Linked DNA regions of Mus musculus: region 2 is linked to region 1. The links are chromatin contacts, called in public promoter capture Hi-C maps. All regions are on one chromosome and are shown on one strand. The core of a region is the stretch at or near the end of the contact, and the rest is flanking DNA. Distances in the headings are between cores, read along the strand shown.

Region 1 (3,931 bases), core at 1,249-3,748:
TTTCTGTAACAAGAACTCATTGTTTTAAAGATTTTCATTTACAATTACAGTTAAAACATAGTAATGGAGATATAAACAGTGACTCAGAAAAACTACCAAGGGGGATTTAGGGCAGAGAGAAGAGCAAATGGTGGAAAAGCAGTAGATTTTATGTGACCATCATAGGGGTGGGGAATCTGAGCTGATAGAGGTTGTTTGGGTTGATCTCAAACTAGGTGCCCTTGCCTGAGGTAGTTGACCTTTGGGGGAAGATTAAGAAAGGTTTCTGGAGGATTTTTAATTTTTTTTTTTTTTTTTTAGGAGAAGGTTTCTCTGTATTGCACTGGCTGTCTTGGAACTGGCTCTGTAGATAAGGCTGGCCTAGAACTTAGAGATCAACCTGCCTCTGCCTCCCTGCTAGAATTAAAGCCTAAGTGTGTATGTGAGCTTGAGACACTACCACCCAGCAGATTCCTGGAAGATTAAGGGAGATTCTTGGTGAATAGCAACCACTTTAAGAGATCTGCTTTTCTAGTAAATAGAAACCTTTAGGCTTGTTTACAGATAAACAATCCTCTGTTTACCCAAAATCCTTGTTTAGGACAATGTCACTAGCATTGCCATTTTGGAGGAAGTGGAGCTTTGGACCTGACAGAAGCTAGTTTTGGAATTTTTGCTGTTGTTGGTTGGTTGGTTGGTTTTGAGACAAGGTCTCACTCTGTAGCCCAGGCTGAGTAGGAACTTGCTTTGTAGACCAGGTTGGTCCGGAACTCACAGAAAGCTGCCTGCCTCCGCCTCCCTAATTCTGGGATTAAAGGCATGGGCCACTGTGCCCTGCTCTTTTTGTAGTTTATTTTTTTTTAATTACTCATTTTTGTGTATCTGTAGATCTATACATATCCTGGAGTACCACAGTGCTTGTGGAGTGCAGAGGACAGCCAATCGGTCTCTCTCAGGATGAAATTCAGTTCTTTAGTCTTAGCAGAAAGTACCTTTACCTGCTGAGCCATCTCTCTGGCCCTGTAGGGTATTTTTATTTACTTAGTATTTTTGGAACAGGGTCTCCCTGGCTGGTCTGGAATTCACAGAGCTAAGTGAACCCCTGTGACACAGGTTCAAAGGTATGCATCATCACACCCAGCCATGTTTTAAAATTACATTCCATTTTTATGGGATGTCACACTAGACATCAAGAGGTCAAAGGATAACTTGCAGGAGTTAGTTCTCTCCCTCTACCTTGTAGGTGCTTGGGATTAAACTCGGGTCATCAGGCTTGGTGGCAACTGCAACTCTATTTCTAAAGTCCCATAACAGAGAATTGAATTGTATATATTTCAAAATTAATAGTAGAGCTTTTTCGGAGTTTTTTAATATTCCTAAAAATAGAGATTAAAATATGGGGGTAGGGGAAAGGTTCTGGTATCTTGCTTTTGTTTTCAAAGAATCAGCTTAAATTTCTTGTCCAATTCCACTATAAACTCGGAGCGTAGGACTCTTAGATTGCTTGACATCTGTAAGCCGGAAGGTTCCCCCCCTCCCCCCCCAGTTATTCTCGTGTCGTAAAGAATCATTTTCTGGGTCTTTTCCTTCTGCCTATAACAAGTGCCTTATCTTAGGATCTATTTATTGCTGCAGGGTTCAAGAAAGGCTCCCACATAATGACAACCACACAGGAACACTGCCCCCAAAGATATGTAGCTGGCAGCACCCTTCCCATTTGTTTTTGAGGGGAAAGGAGTTAAGACGTGTGTGTGTGTGTGTGTGTGTGTGTGTGTGTGTGTGTGTGTGCGTGCGTGTGTGTGTGGGTCTTCATTTGCTACCCAGGCTGGGTTCCCAGTTGCAGCCATGTTCCTGCCTCAACCTTCCATTTTACTGGGATTACAGGCATGAGCCAATCTCAACTCAAATCCTAGGGCTCATAAGGTGGTGTGGTTCCAGTGCTTTTCTGCACTGGAACCAAAAGCAAGGCCTAGGAGAGTTGAGCAAGAAGGCCCTCAATCTTAGACATGGAAATGGCAGAGGAACTCTCTCACAGGGCGGAGTGGAGCCTCGACAGTCAGAAGGGGTAAGAAAGAGACTGCGGACGGGGAGAGGGATCAGTGGACTTCCTAGCCTCTCAGCTCCGCCTGGGGTTTCCAAGGGTGATGCAGCCATCCGGGCTGTGACAGGGCCACCATCCCGCCTTTAGAATAGCAGGGTGTCTGTCTCTCCTCTACAGACTCCCTTGCCGTGCCCTCGAGGTCCTTCCACGTCCAGCTCATCCACCAAGCGGGCTGAGGCGGCGTCCTCGCAGGGTGACGCGGGTGGGAGCGAGGCGAGCCTGAAGGGAGGAGCGGGAGGCGGCCTGAGGAATCAGCGCGGCGCGCCCGCACGCCCCTCAACCCTCTCGCGGCCGCGCGCCTCCCGCCTCAGCAACGCGGCCCCGCGGGAGGGCGGGCGCGCGCGGCCGGAAGCGCCTTTCCCGGAAGGCAGGGGGGCGGTGCCGGCCTCGGGGCGGCTCGACCATGGCGGCGGCGCGCCGGGTGCTCGCAGCTTGAGCGGAGCCGCGCAGCAGGAGGATGGCCTCGCTCGGGTCAGCCGCGGCCGGGGAGCCGGCGACCGGAGCTGAGGCGGAGCCCGGCCCTCCGGCCCCGCCGCCGCCTCCGCCGCCGCCACCGGCTCCCTCGCCGTCCGCTCTCGGGCCGCTGCTGCCCCTGCAGCGCGAGCCGCTGTACAACTGGCAGGCCACCAAGGCGTCGCTCAAGGAGCGCTTCGCCTTCCTCTTCAACTCGGAGCTGCTGAGCGATGTGCGTTTCGTGCTGGGCAAGGGCCGAGGCGCGGCGGCCGCCGGGGGCCCGCAGCGCATCCCCGCCCACCGCTTCGTGCTGGCGGCCGGCAGCGCGGTCTTCGACGCCATGTTCAACGGCGGCATGGCCACGACGTCGGCCGAGATCGAGCTGCCGGACGTGGAGCCCGCCGCCTTCCTGGCGCTGCTGAGGTGAGCGGCGGGCGCGCGGAGCCGGCGGCCTGGAGGGTGGCGGCACCCAGCCCGGCCTGCGTCGACTCCCGAGTGACCTTGGGCTGGGCGAGTCGGCCTCCCTCGGGTCCTCCCCGGCAGGCAGGCGATGCTTGGGAAGGTCGGTCAGTGTCGCCATTCCCGGCGGTGGCGGGCGCTTTGCCGTTGAAGGGTGCTGTCACATTCCAGTAGCGGAATTGTCTGTCGCCCGGGCTTCATAATCGAGTGGGCAGACTAGAAGACGAGATAGGCTGTCCCGATTACCCACTTGCAGGATTCGTTTTTGTTTAAGGACCCGGGTGGATGAAGGGTCTTAGAGGACTGGGGTTGTCAGGGTCTCCACGGTTTGCTGTCAGGACTCTGGAAGATAATAGCCATAGCAGGTATCAGGCTGGCCTGCTTCAAGTTTCTGCAGTCAAGGTGACGGTTTTTGTATTCTAAAACACGCTAGTAGTGTTCGAGTTTGCTCTCCGATGATCTGAGGATAGGAGATTGATTGATAGCTGATTAGTTTGCTACTTAGTGGAAGGTAGTGGCATTGTGGCGTTGTTAATCACAGCAGTCCTAACTGTTAGGGAGGCATATCTTGTTGTTTTACCCCAGTTTTACAAATGGGACCGAGGCCCAGAAAAGTGACTTGTCCAAGGTAATCGAGCCAGCTCCCGGAGGACCGAAGATGGTGTTGGCTGCTTGAGTATAGTGTTGTTTTTAAGACAGCAGATTTTGAGTAATTCTGACGTAAACAGGCAAGTCAGTGGAGCACAAGAGTCCACAGAGGCTCATAGCTTCCTCAAGAAGATGCTTATGGAGGGAAATATAAAGTTCACACAAGAAATATATGTTAAGTTCCCATCAATAAATGGATAAAGGACAAGATGTAATAGAAAAGAAAAAAATACAACCAAGGAATGTGTGACCTCATTAGTAAATGAGGAAATGCAAATTAAAACAGTAAAG
Region 2 (3,706 bases), core at 135-2,634, 2.1 Mb before region 1:
GAGTAGGGCGGCTATCCAGGTTTTTACCGGTTGTTCCTCATTAACTTATATTAATAACTTGACTCATAATTTATTCTGTAAACTATTGGGGTTTGGACGATAAATTTGAGGCCATCCAACTTATAAATAACACTTATAACTGGCTTAAAAATGTAGGACGTGGAGGTCCTACGAAGAGACAGAAGAACAAACATTTCCATTGGCTGAGCACACACTGGCAGTGCTGGGCACCAGCAGAAGACTTCAGGGCTCTTGAGAGAGTGCTTTACTGGGAGGAGGCCCAGGTGTTCCAGGAGTTTCTGGCAGACAAGGTCTGCACAAAGAAAGGGAGTGGGTGTGGCCAGTGGGTTTAGGGGACCTTCTCTTTTAGCCACTGCTGTTGTTAAGAGCCTAGGGAGTCACTTAGTCCACCTGGCCACAAAGCCCTATGGCACAGGCCTACAATCACCAACTACAGACCCTGAAGGAGGATCGCCAGAAGTTCAAAGCCTGTCTGCACAGTTAAATTAATAAATAAAAAGTACAGTAGCTCAAGGTCCTCCGTTTAATTCCTCGTTACAGGGCGGGGAGCCATCTGGGCCACCAGTTTCCCAGCCTGTAACCCAGAGATAACAGTGTTTACCTCCAGAGACTGGCTCTTTACTTAACAATGGTTGCTATTATTCCATTATATAGATGGAGTCAGGAAAGGGCGAACTGCTGATCAAGGCACATTGGAATTCTAGCCAGCTGGAACCGAGGTCACCATACACTACCTGACTACAGTAACTTGGGAGAGAAAACTTGCCCAAGGTCACACAACTCCTAAACGGCTGGGGGGGGGGGGGGTAAGACCAACCTCAGGGAGGGTCTATCACTGAGTCAAACAAGCTGTGGGGACTCAAGCGTGATCAGAGCTCCTTTTCACTGTTTCACGGAAACCCACCCACAGGAGAGGGTCCAACACAACAAAGGGCGGAGGAGGGCTTGCAAAAGTCATCGAATCTCAGAGGTGACTGGAATCCGGAGGCGGTGGGGAGATCCCGGGAGTAATGAGTGGCATCCTCCCCAAGCAAGCAAAACAGATCACCTTTTACACTAGCTCCCTCGGCAGGGAGGAAGCATCGAGTCCTGGGGCATGCTGAGAGCTTACGTAAGGCCACTAGCGGCTGCGCCCCGGTGTCCCCAGGGTATACACAGCGCCTGGGCGCGGAGCGAGGGCGGGCCTTCCCCACCACACACGCTTCCCAGCCTCTCCGGATGCAGGGACCACCGGCCCCAGGGCCGCAGCGTCGGGGCTGGGCGCGGCGTCCTCCCACGGCCCCCAGCTTCCCGGGGGAGGAGCAGCGCATCGCGCAAGCATCCGGGATCGGCGGAGGGGGCGGGAGGAAGGGCGAGAGGAGGAAGCGGGATTTAAACGAAAGGCGGTGACGCCACACAAAAGATTCCTATAGGCTCCGGGGAGGTTACGGCCGAGGTGGCGGCGGCGAGCCGGGGGCGAGGCGGACGCCAGGAGGCGAAAACTGCAACCGTGCGCGGGCAGGCGGGTGTCCCCTGGCCTGCGGTCTCCTCCCTTCCTTTCAGTTGCTCGGAGGTCGCTCGGAAGTTGCTGGTTGACAAACATGGCAGGAGTCCGGGCCCGGGTCGGCCTCCGCGACGCCGCGCTCACCTTCTGAGCCGACCACCCTGGGGCGTCGGATGCGCGGGGCCCGCGGGCTCTGCGGGGAAACACAGATGGAATCTCCACGACAGCCGGTCGCCGGCCGCAGGCCATTCAGGAGGGGAGGGCGTGCCGCCGCGGCGCCGGGCCGCGCACTCTGAACCGCCAGGCGGGAAGGCGCGGCCGCCCAGCACCCTGCGTTGCAGCCTCCCGCCCGACTGACTCCGCGCGGCCGCCACAGAGCCAGCCACGCCCTCGGCCCAGTGGCCGCCCAGCGCCCTAAGAGCCGGAGCAGGAGATGCGGCCGCGCGCCCCCGGGCGTCAGCTCCGGCCGCCGTCGCCAGCCTGTACCGTCTGGCGGGGTCGCCGCCCCTGAAGCCCACGTGCGCTGCTGAGCCGGATAGCCGCAGCGCAGCGGCTGACAGCAAAGCCTGCCGGGGCCGCCGCCCGCGCTCCTCTAGGAGCAGAGGATTTTGATTTCAAAGGAAGGAAGGAAGGAAGGACAACTCCCAGCCTCCCCGTCCCGCCCTCTCCGCTCCGGCGGCCCGGCCGGCCATGCCCAGGAAGGTGGCGACAGCCCGGCAGCGGGGACTTTTCTGGTAGGCTAGTGAAGAGGGGCGCGGACTAGGAGTCTGCCGTGCCCCGGCTCACGGTTCCCGCGAGCTACACAGCGCCCCGAAGAGCTTGCCGCGGGCTTGGGCCCGCCCTGCGACGCCCGGCCACCGGCCGCCGCCACCCGGATCTCTGTGCCCGCCGCGGTGGGTGGCATGATGGTGCGCGGAAGGCAGCGCGGCCCTGGCCAGCTGAGTCGCGGCGGCGGTGGTAGCGGGCTCCCCAGCGGCATGCCAGTGCCCCCTGGGCGCGATGGCTAGCGGCAGCGCCGGGAAGCCCACTGGCGAGGCGGCTTCTCCGGCTCCTGGGAGCGCCGTCGGCGGGGCCAGCTCGCAGCCGCGGAAGAGGCTGGTATCTATCTGTGATCACTGCAAGGGCAAGATGCAGCTGGTGGCCGACCTGCTGCTGCTGTCTAGCGAGGCGCGGCCGGTGCTCTTCGAAGGCCCCGCCTCCCCTGGCGCTGGTGCGGAGTCCTTCGAGCAGTGCCGGGACACCATCATCGCGCGCACTAAGGGGCTGTCCATCCTCACCCACGACGTGCAGAGCCAGCTCAACATGGGCCGCTTCGGAGAGGCGGGAGACAGTCTTGTGGAACTGGGCGACTTGGTGGTGTCGCTGACCGAGTGTTCTGCACATGCGGCCTACCTGGCAGCCGTGGCCACACCGGGCGCTCAACCTGCACAGCCAGGCCTTGTGGACCGCTACCGTGTGACACGCTGCCGCCACGAGGTAGAACAAGGCTGTGCTGTGCTGCGAGCCACCCCACTGGCGGACATGACCCCACAGCTGTTGCTGGAGGTGTCGCAGGGCCTGTCTCGAAACCTCAAGTTCCTGACGGATGCGTGCGCCCTGGCCAGTGACAAGTCACGGGACCGCTTCTCTCGCGAACAGTTCAAGCTGGGCGTCAAGTGCATGAGCACAAGTGCATCCGCGCTGTTAGCATGCGTACGCGAAGTGAAGGCGGCACCCAGCGAGCTGGCCCGCAGTCGTTGCGCGCTCTTCAGTGGGCCCTTGGTGCAGGCGGTGAGCGCTTTGGTGGGCTTTGCCACCGAGCCTCAATTCCTGGGTCGCGCAGCTGCCGTGAGCACTGAGGGCAAGGCGGTGCAGACCGCCATCCTGGGAGGTGCCATGAGTGTGGTGTCGGCCTGCGTGCTCTTGACCCAGTGCCTCAGGGATCTGGCGCAGCACCCAGATGGGAGCGCCAAGATGTCGGACCACAGGGAGAGGCTGAGGAACTCGGCCTGCGCCGTGTCTGAAGGCTGCACCCTGCTATCTCAGGCTTTAAGGGAAAGGTCTTCACCCAGGACTTTACCGCCAGTGAATTCCAATTCTGTGAATTAGCACTCCCCACGCTCCACCCCCACCCCAGCCCCTATACCTGTTTTCCACCCCAGGCTAAAGGAAGACACTTAACCCCTCCCCTCTCCATTTATACCAAAGAATCCATAGGTGATC

What was found. Capture Hi-C pulls out chosen DNA fragments and counts their contacts.
Region 2: a contact with region 1 is called in a promoter capture Hi-C map of adipose tissue, with 4 times the contacts expected there. The contact joins the promoter of Tlnrd1 here to the promoter of Btbd1 in region 1. A contact is called at or near these places in 1 of 484 Hi-C or Micro-C datasets (B cells) and 1 of 9 other capture datasets (adipose tissue).

Annotation. Positions count from the first base shown.
Region 1 is chr7:81,827,998-81,831,928 of GRCm38.p6, reverse strand. It overlaps Btbd1 (BTB (POZ) domain containing 1), which reads left to right and starts at 2,498. Exons shown (of 8, transcript NM_146193.2): 1 at 2,498-2,956. The coding sequence starts at 2,538.
Region 2 is chr7:83,882,019-83,885,724 of GRCm38.p6, reverse strand. Tlnrd1 (talin rod domain containing 1) reads left to right here and starts at 1,384. Exons shown (of 1, transcript NM_030705.4): 1 at 1,384-3,706. The coding sequence starts at 2,504. The coding sequence ends at 3,592. It also overlaps a transcript of Mesd not described here.